2 separate regions of the Triticum aestivum genome follow, and region 2 is linked to region 1. A link is a contact called in public Hi-C data. All regions are on one chromosome and are shown on one strand. Each heading gives the region's core, a stretch centred on a gene start, on an enhancer-like site or on the middle of the called end of the contact. The rest is flanking DNA. Distances are from core to core; before and after follow the strand shown.

Evidence for each region. Hi-C and Micro-C count contacts between places; a contact is called where the count stands out from the background.
Region 2: a Hi-C map of leaf shows a contact between it and region 1, with 4 times the contacts expected there. The contact joins the promoter of LOC123168044 here to the enhancer-like site in region 1.

Annotation. Positions count from the first base shown.
Region 1 is chr7D:462,530,860-462,534,931 of IWGSC CS RefSeq v2.1, forward strand. No RefSeq gene overlaps it. Among protein-coding and RNA genes, the nearest start is that of LOC123167709, 14 kb to the left of the region's middle. Within about 2 kb of position 1,997, at least 1 of the 8 cell types and tissues checked has an H3K27ac peak or open chromatin away from gene starts, as enhancers often do. A contact at or near this core is called in leaf, where this site is marked.
Region 2 is chr7D:462,793,455-462,797,526 of IWGSC CS RefSeq v2.1, forward strand. LOC123168044 (cysteine-rich and transmembrane domain-containing protein WIH2) reads left to right here and starts at 2,160. Exons shown (of 3, transcript XM_044585909.1): 1 at 2,160-2,373; 2 at 2,505-2,679; 3 at 2,778-3,099. The coding sequence starts at 2,358. The coding sequence ends at 2,823. It overlaps LOC123166514 (cysteine-rich and transmembrane domain-containing protein B), which reads right to left and starts at 439. Exons shown (of 2, transcript XM_044584322.1): 1 at 78-439. The coding sequence starts at 274.

The sequences.
Region 1 (4,072 bases), core at 747-3,246:
CCGCCGTCTCGTCTTCCTGAGCAGGACACAAAGCCTAACAAAACTTGAAGGAACATCTAATGACGGAGCCCTCCTGCCGGCAAGGGCCAGGATCCACCGCGTCGCCATAGCCCTAAGGCCACCGTAGACGAGGCGGACCAGCGGCGGGAGACGAGGAATTTTGCTTTGCTCGTATAAAGGTTTAATTAAAACTTAAAAGATGGTTTGAGAGGCGAGGAGTAAACAAATCCAATGAATATCAAGGATTCCCCGCAAAAAAAAAGAATATCAAATGGATTAGTTTTTTGTTAAACAATGAGCTAAAAACTTGTCTCTATTCATCGATTAAGAGAGTTTTTTTTGAGACGGAATCGATTAAGAGAGTGTTTTATAAGTCAAAAAACATGCTGTTGGTTCGTCTACGTAGGCGCGAACTCTTATTTAACAAACGTTGTTGTTTGGTCGGAGCTTTGTTCTTTTGTTTTCTCAAATCTTCGGAAACTTCCTACATGTATAACGTGGAGGTCCATCACCCAAAACTTTACCAATGTGTAGGTGGGAACGAAATTCTGATATTCGAATCACGACCAGCAACTTTACAAGTTGTCTGCAACATGGATATGAATGCATCAGGTATATGGTCGTCGTTGCTGCTTTACAAGTAGACTGCAGGTGCCATATTGTATATATAGTCACGTGGATGATGGTCCACAGTCCGCAAGAAGAATCGATACCCCCGGATGGGGAAATCCCAAATCATTTGGCCGGTGCGGTATCGTTCTAGAGTCCCGGATCATATCAACTGCGTGCAACAAGCTTGCACTGGCATGTTGTGTCGTTTTTCCCTGGCTTTTTTTTTTCAAAAAGAAACCAAAACCAAACATGTAGGGCGATAGAAGAAACAGAAATACAAATTCAAATCCTATGACTTTATTTAAGACTGACACTAGTAGAATTATGCATCGGTCCACTCTTCCAACAAGATACGTACGTATACAAGTACTCTACGTATACGTATGCAAGCTAGGCTTTGCTTCATTTTTCACGGTCGGTCACTAGCAGCAACTTTTTGCGTGTGTGAACGCCAGTAAAACCCTCCTCCCTGCCGTGGAAGTGGATGGAACGTGCATGATTCCCATCTCCACTCAAGTCTCAACACGTGCATGCGCAGGCGCGGCCGCACGCGTACAGTCGCGTACGTACGTGAGCGATCGTATGATCACCCGGTGCCGGTGGCTGGCTGACTCGTATCGCCCCGATCGACCGGCGACATGCATTGCACGGTGGTGAGGTGAGGACGTACGTGAGCTCCGCCGACGCGTGCTGCGCGGGTGCATGCATGCACGCGCACTCACGCGGCTCCGGAGTCCAGAGTTAGGCGGGTGACGACTCGTTGCACCCGGAGTGAAGAAGGGTATAAGCCGCAGATTAGCATGCCTAACTGATTACTTAATTAACCAGCAGGATATGTGATACCCGCGAAAGGCAAATCCGTCGAGATCGAGTGCACGCTCGAATCTGGCCGAGCCGAGAGTCGACTCAACTCGATCGAGTCAAGTCGTGCGTGATCTACTGATCTCCGAACCGAAAGGCGTCGGAACAACAACTGGCCACCGATCGTGCGGACCGCACGCATGCACGTGCAGCACGTACGTACGTAACTTCCTCGCATGACCACAGCAGGAGGAACCAGCAATAACGGTCAGCAACATTCGAGTGACTCGTGTGGTGGTCAAGCTGCGTACGTGCGTAGTGGTGGTCAAGCTGCGTACGTGCGTAGAGTTCCAACATCTTGGCTCACACACCCTCAGTCTCTGTACAGGTGTATCGATGTACGTTCGGTCTACGGTCTACATGTAGGCTTCGAGCTGGTCTTTTTTTTTGTGTTGGTTTGAAAGTGGCGTTGAGCTAGTCGGGATAACGGATAGCCGGATAAGGAAAAGCCTAACAAACAACACGTGTCACGTAAGGGCGCTCGAGGTGCAGTTCCGGCCTTGACCTGACCTACAGTACGTGGTGGAGTCGAGAGCGATTTCGACAGCGGTCGCGCACGCGCTCTCCCTGTCACGCACGCGCTCTCCCTGTCACGCACGCGTGTTTTCACCGGCCACGCCTCTCGCCAAATCGACCGGCCGGTCGAGGTACGTACATGGATGCCAGGTGGTAGGCTCACGTAGCCCTTGCATGGATTCGGCCGACGAATGCAATTTCGTATCCTACCGGCCAGCAGGCGGCGGAGATGTTCCAATCAAAACTCAGAACACGAGCAACCTTGATAAACTTGGCTTGACCAATGACACCTTGCAGATCATATATCCACACAAAAAAGCTCGTACATGCATGTTGCATAGAATGCTCCTGTCCATGCGAAAACATGGCTCGTGAACCTGAAATAAAAATTTCAGGGACATCGACTGGTGCATGAACCCCTGCACCACCGCGGCATGCGTGACCACCACCTACCCGTGCAAATTCTACCATGACGCACACCGTTCTGCTCACGCATGGTATTTGTGGGTTTCTACCCCCCCTTTTTTTTAGGGAGGGTTTCTACCCTTTTTGTTTGTTGATGAAAAAGAAAGTTTACCCCCGGCGTCTGTAGCATCCGATGTACAAAGACAGTGTGGCTGCCTATGTACCTAACCACTCAACTCACATACGTATGTCTGTTCTATTTTGAAATCTGTCAGCAGCAACAAGTAATATAGATGGAACGGAGGAGCCCTGCTACGGTGCTCCCCCTAACCTAATTTTCGAGGGGTATTTTTGTCACTGCAAGTTTATTTTTTTCCTGGCCCGCCGTAGGCTAGATCCAAATCCTGTCTAACTCTGTATAACCTAAATCGTATACGTACAATACCCTGCTTCGAAAAAATAACATCACACGACCCCATGACCACGTAAGACCTGCCGAATCCAATCATTCACGCAGCTCCATCAATCTCGCGAGCATTCACGCAACACCATAATTCACGCAATAGATCTCCAGTGGCAGCTATCTCGTTGCCGCCAATCTCGTCGGACAGCGGCAACGTCGTGAATCTCCAACGCTCACAGGTACCGCATCCCGCTTCTCCCCTCTAGTCTCGCTCGCGGCAACATCGAATGAACTGCCACCGTCAGTGGTAGTGGTTAACCTAGCGGGGCGGGTAACCTAGCTACCTGGTGGCGCAGGCGATCGTGGATCTTGTTCCGGTAGTGCTGCTCCTCGTGATTTGGGTTTCTTCAGTCTAGGGTTCACGTAGCGTCGGTTGCTGTCGGCTGTGTGCACCACGACTATCGTTATTTGATGTGGCGGCTAACCTAGGTATCCGGCGGCAGAGGTAATCACAGATCTAGCTAGGTTTTGTAGTGCTGCTCCTCGCGATTGAAAGTGATCATGACGGGTGCCGTGGCCATCTTCCTTACTAGGTTTGGCAGATCTGAACGCCCTCGGTTGGGGTTGTTTACATAACATCCGTGATCGTGTGCTATGTGTTGTATATTTTATCATTGATAATGTTTGCACATGCGATGATACATATTATTTGTTGTAGGAAATGGCGGACGATGAGTTAACTGGTATCATGGTAGATATGGAGTTTGGAGAAATGATGAAAGACTAGATAGAAGATTGGTCAGATGATGAAAATTCAGATCGTGGAGATCGGCCAGAGAATGGGAATGATTGGGAAGATCTTAATGTGAGTGACATTATCATGTTATAATTTTTTGGTGGCATCCGACAACATTATATTTTTGTGTTGAAAATTTATAGATGGATGAGCTTGATGATGGTCAGGAAAACAACTCGGAGCTCTCGAATAAAGATTACATTAGTCAGGTACGGAAGTGAATTTTTTTGTTGGCATGCAAATTCAATTTTTCCTGGAATATTATATGATAAGTAATTATGTATTTGTGTTGTATTTTTCAGCTCATTTCCGAATGTCATAATGCATACGACAATTACGGTGAATCCGACGCGGAGACATGCCTTAACGATGAATCATTAGATGCACCTGATTCTTGGGAGTCGCAGTCGTCGGTCATCATGAGTGAGGTATGTATGTAATCAATGTTGTATGGAAGTAATGTTAAACCATAGAAAATT
Region 2 (4,072 bases), core at 910-3,409, 260 kb after region 1:
AGACAAACATAGTTAAGCATCATCATGATTCATGAACAAGGCCATCCACGGGAAGGATGCGATTAGCAGAGACTTACCAGCCTCTCCAGAAGCCGCCGCCGTGGTGGTGCCCATGGCCGCCGCGGCTCGTGGTGGTGTCGGCGCCGCCGGCGTCAGGATACTGCTGGTCCCGCTGCGGGTAGCCGGCCGGCGGCGGCGCTACGTAGGCCTGCTGCTGCTGCTGGCCCGGCGGAGGGTAGGCCGTGGCGCTGGCGCCCTGCTGCTGGTAGCTCATGATGGGATTACTGGTGTGTCTTCCTGAAGCGATCAAGAACAGTAGGGGAGGATGAGGAAAAGAGGCTTTGCTGCTATGAAGATGAAGGGAATGGGTAGGATTATGAAGACTGCATTGCCGGGCGTCTGCCTTTATAGGAGCTGCACACACACGGTTGCTTACCCGCGTCGGTCGACCTGGGGGGAGAAGAAGAGAAAGCGAAAGGAAACCAGTATGAAGACAGCTGAACTGCCCTGCCTGCCATGCCACCGTGCCACGGACAACGCGCTTTCAGGTGTTGCGCTTGCATGCCGCCTCGGGCGTGGTCATGGTTCCGTTGGACGGTGGGTCTCGTGCGTGGTTGACCGCCATTGGTCCAACTGAGAGGTCCCGGCTGGTGCACCAGCACCACACCAAGCAGATGAACCTAGAGCAGAAATCCAAGACGCCACGACGTCGTCTCTGCTAATCGCTGACCAGCGCGTGTAATTATGCCGGCGGCTCAACCGTGTTGGACTATACGTACTCCTCCGTCGTGGCATGCATCGATTCGTCCCCGCGTGGCATCTCCTCTGCTCTGGATGCAGTTGACCAGCTACGGATTCGCGATTTAATTTGACCAATGCGAGCCTATCCGGCCGGCCCTCGTCGACGAGGAATCTTCGCCGCAGATAATTTCAGCGAGGAAGGAAGGATGGAACCGTCACCTGCAGGCTGCGGCCACCGACCCACGAGAGAGACGCCGCGCCATTGCCGCGTGGACTTTATTCCAGTTTAAGGGATCCGTCGACCCAGTGGCGGTGCCAGGACCCAAACCTTGTGATGTCAAGCTTTACGATTGTTTTTTGGCAAATCAAGTAGGAACATAAACGATCATACTTTATTTCAAACATAGTTACTATAATAACCCTCTGATCTGATCATGAATATTTTGATATGTATGCATAATAGCATCGATACTATGGACTGAAATACATAAGTTTTAACATAGGTTGTGAGACGATGAAACAAGAATCCATCACCTATTCTATTACCCAAATCAGACTTGCTAAATTTCACTGCAGAAAATGCTCTCTCAAGTCTCAACTGTTGTCCAAAATCAAGGAGCTTCATCAAAAGAAATACTAAAGGAAAACCAGTGTCCTTTTTCCCAACTAGTTTTCTGCAAAGATCACTAACCTCTTTCAAATTGGAGTCTTGGATTATCTCTGATATTTTTACTTCTGTCACTTCTTGACAAAATTTATCTGTTTACCATGGCCAGACTTGAGACCTAACAAGTGACAAAACAAGCTTTTTCTAAGGTAATGAAAATTGAAATTTCTTAATATGATATGATAATTGGATGAAAAAGAAGATCTTAAACACAAATGAAACAGGAAGGGCCTCGTCAGTCGCCAAAGGTGCAGTGTTGCGGTCTCTGGAAAGATGGATACTAGCGGAGCAGCGGAGGTGGCGTGCTCCTCCCCACGGTGCTGTGCCCAATTCACCATTAGGGATTACACTCGCTGGTGAAAATAAAGGAGTAGTGCGTGATTTGAGGATCAACCAGTTTTTTTTGAGGGAATGAGGATCAACCAGTTAAGGAAGTTTAATTACGGCTTCCTTTTGTTAAATGGGCTAGCCAAATCTCATGTAACTTCCTTTTGTTAAATGGGCCAGGCGGCCAGCCAAATTCTCATGTATACAATAGATAACAAGTTGGTCCGTGTAGTAATTCTCTAGAACCTGATTATTTAGCGGCGAGGTGCACATACGCGGTGGTCTAGGCTTTGCCACAATCCTGTGTAGTCAAGCGACTACACAGGTGAAGCGTGGCTTCGCCACTGCGTCGACCAGTGTCTGTCTGACTGTCTCAAGCAGGCAAGACGACGCGTCTAAGCAAACCGACCGGGATGCCGCGTGCGCGCATGCATCTCTTCTCTGTATAAGTAGACAAATCGAATGATGCAGTTTCCACTCCATCCCGTTCTGTCCAGTCACTAGCAAGTTCGTCCTCCTCCTCATCTCCTGTTCTTCATTGGTCTCCGTTAATTGCGTCAGAACTAAGAGGAACAGAGCATTGTTCTGCAGGGCTTTTGCTACCTCTTCCTGCGACTCGATCATGAGCTACCAGCAGGGTACGTACCAGTTCCATTTTCTTTGCGGTTTCACGTCTTTTGCCACGGTCAGTACGTAGAAAACACCAGCTAGATTGTTTGGTTCTTGAATGAATTCTGAGTGTACCGTTCTGTTTCTTCCGGTTACGCAGGCTACCCGCCACCGGGCACTGCAGCAGCGTACCCTCCGCCGGGCCACCACCAGCAGGCCTACGTCGCGCCGCCGCCGGCTATGTACCAGCAGGACCAACAGTACCCTCCTGCCGGCGCCGACACCACCAGCCGCGGCGGACACGGCCACGGCGGCGATGGCTTCTTGAAAGGATGGTACGTAATTTGTCTCCCTTGTTCTGGATTCTCACTCGTCTCCGTAGCCTCATTTCTAACGAGCTGATAATGATCGTCTGCTTCTTGTGTTGTTGCAGCTGCGCGGCGCTGTGCTGCTGCTGCCTCCTCGACGCCTGCTTCTGATCGACTTCGTCCCATGTTGTTCCACCGGCACGATCAGGCGTGGCAGATAGATTATATAGAGTATCTTCATACTTTTTTTGCTTCTTTTTAAAACGTGGTTGATGTGTTGAGTACTAGTCCCAGAACAAGATCTTTTTTTTTGTTTTTTTTGGAGAGGCAGAACAAGATTTCTTGTGTGTGATATTTTTTTTAACAAGTTCCTGTGTATGATAGATAGATATGTGAGATTGATCTGATGGCCTTATGGAATGTATATTTTCTTGGTGTTTTCTTTTAGGATAACTTGCCGCATTTATTGAATGAAGTTCAGGAATCTCGTCCGAGACCACTTCCAAAATACAACCTGGTGGCACATTTAACCACCTTGCAAAGTTCATCGCCCACATCTACTTTAGCTAACCTATGAGGGCCAACATTTTGTCCTTCTCACCCAAGAAACCTTTTTCTTTTGAAACGGAAGCAAAATATTTGCCTCATCCATTAACTAAGGAGAAGAGAGTTGCCCAGTTAATTAGTGAAAAACTGGGCGAAAACCATCACAGACCGCTGAGCGGCACACATAAAATACCCACACACGCCGCTCCACAGGGGCCTCGTCGAGACAATACAACGACGACATCGTCATCACTTATCGCCTAAAGGCGTCATCGCCATCCCAATCTCTGAGAAACGACTCCGACTTTGTCCAAGACGAGGCAAAATTTCGTGTTTTGACCCTTTTTGCAAACAAAATCAGGATCTGACCCCCGTTCAAAAATATTTCGGGATCTGACCCTTTTGCCTACCGCCAGGGGGGCTGGCGGTAGGTGTGCACGTCCTACCGCCATCCTCTCTGGCGGTAGGGCCTTTCACGGCGACTGACGACCGTTTGAGCTGGCTGACGTGGAAAAGGGCCTACCGCCAGGGGCTCCGGTGGTAGGGTACTGAAGCCTACCGCCAGACCCTCTGGCTGTAGGGTCATGTGTGGTGGATAAGGTGGGGAGGGGCTGGTTTGTGGGCCCCACCACCACTCTTCTTCCCCACTCACCCTCTTCCCCGTGCTCAGCTCCTCTCCCCCCTCTCTCCCACTCACAAACCCCCCCTAGATCCACTCCATTTGCTTGACATTTCACCGGTGGATCCGGAGCATTTTCATCACCCAAGGTACCTCTCCCATTTCCCCTCCTTTGGATTGGTTGAGATCTTTGTTTTGTGTGCATTTGGTCAATTGGTTGCAAACCCTAGGTGTTGATCTTGTTGTGTGCATTTA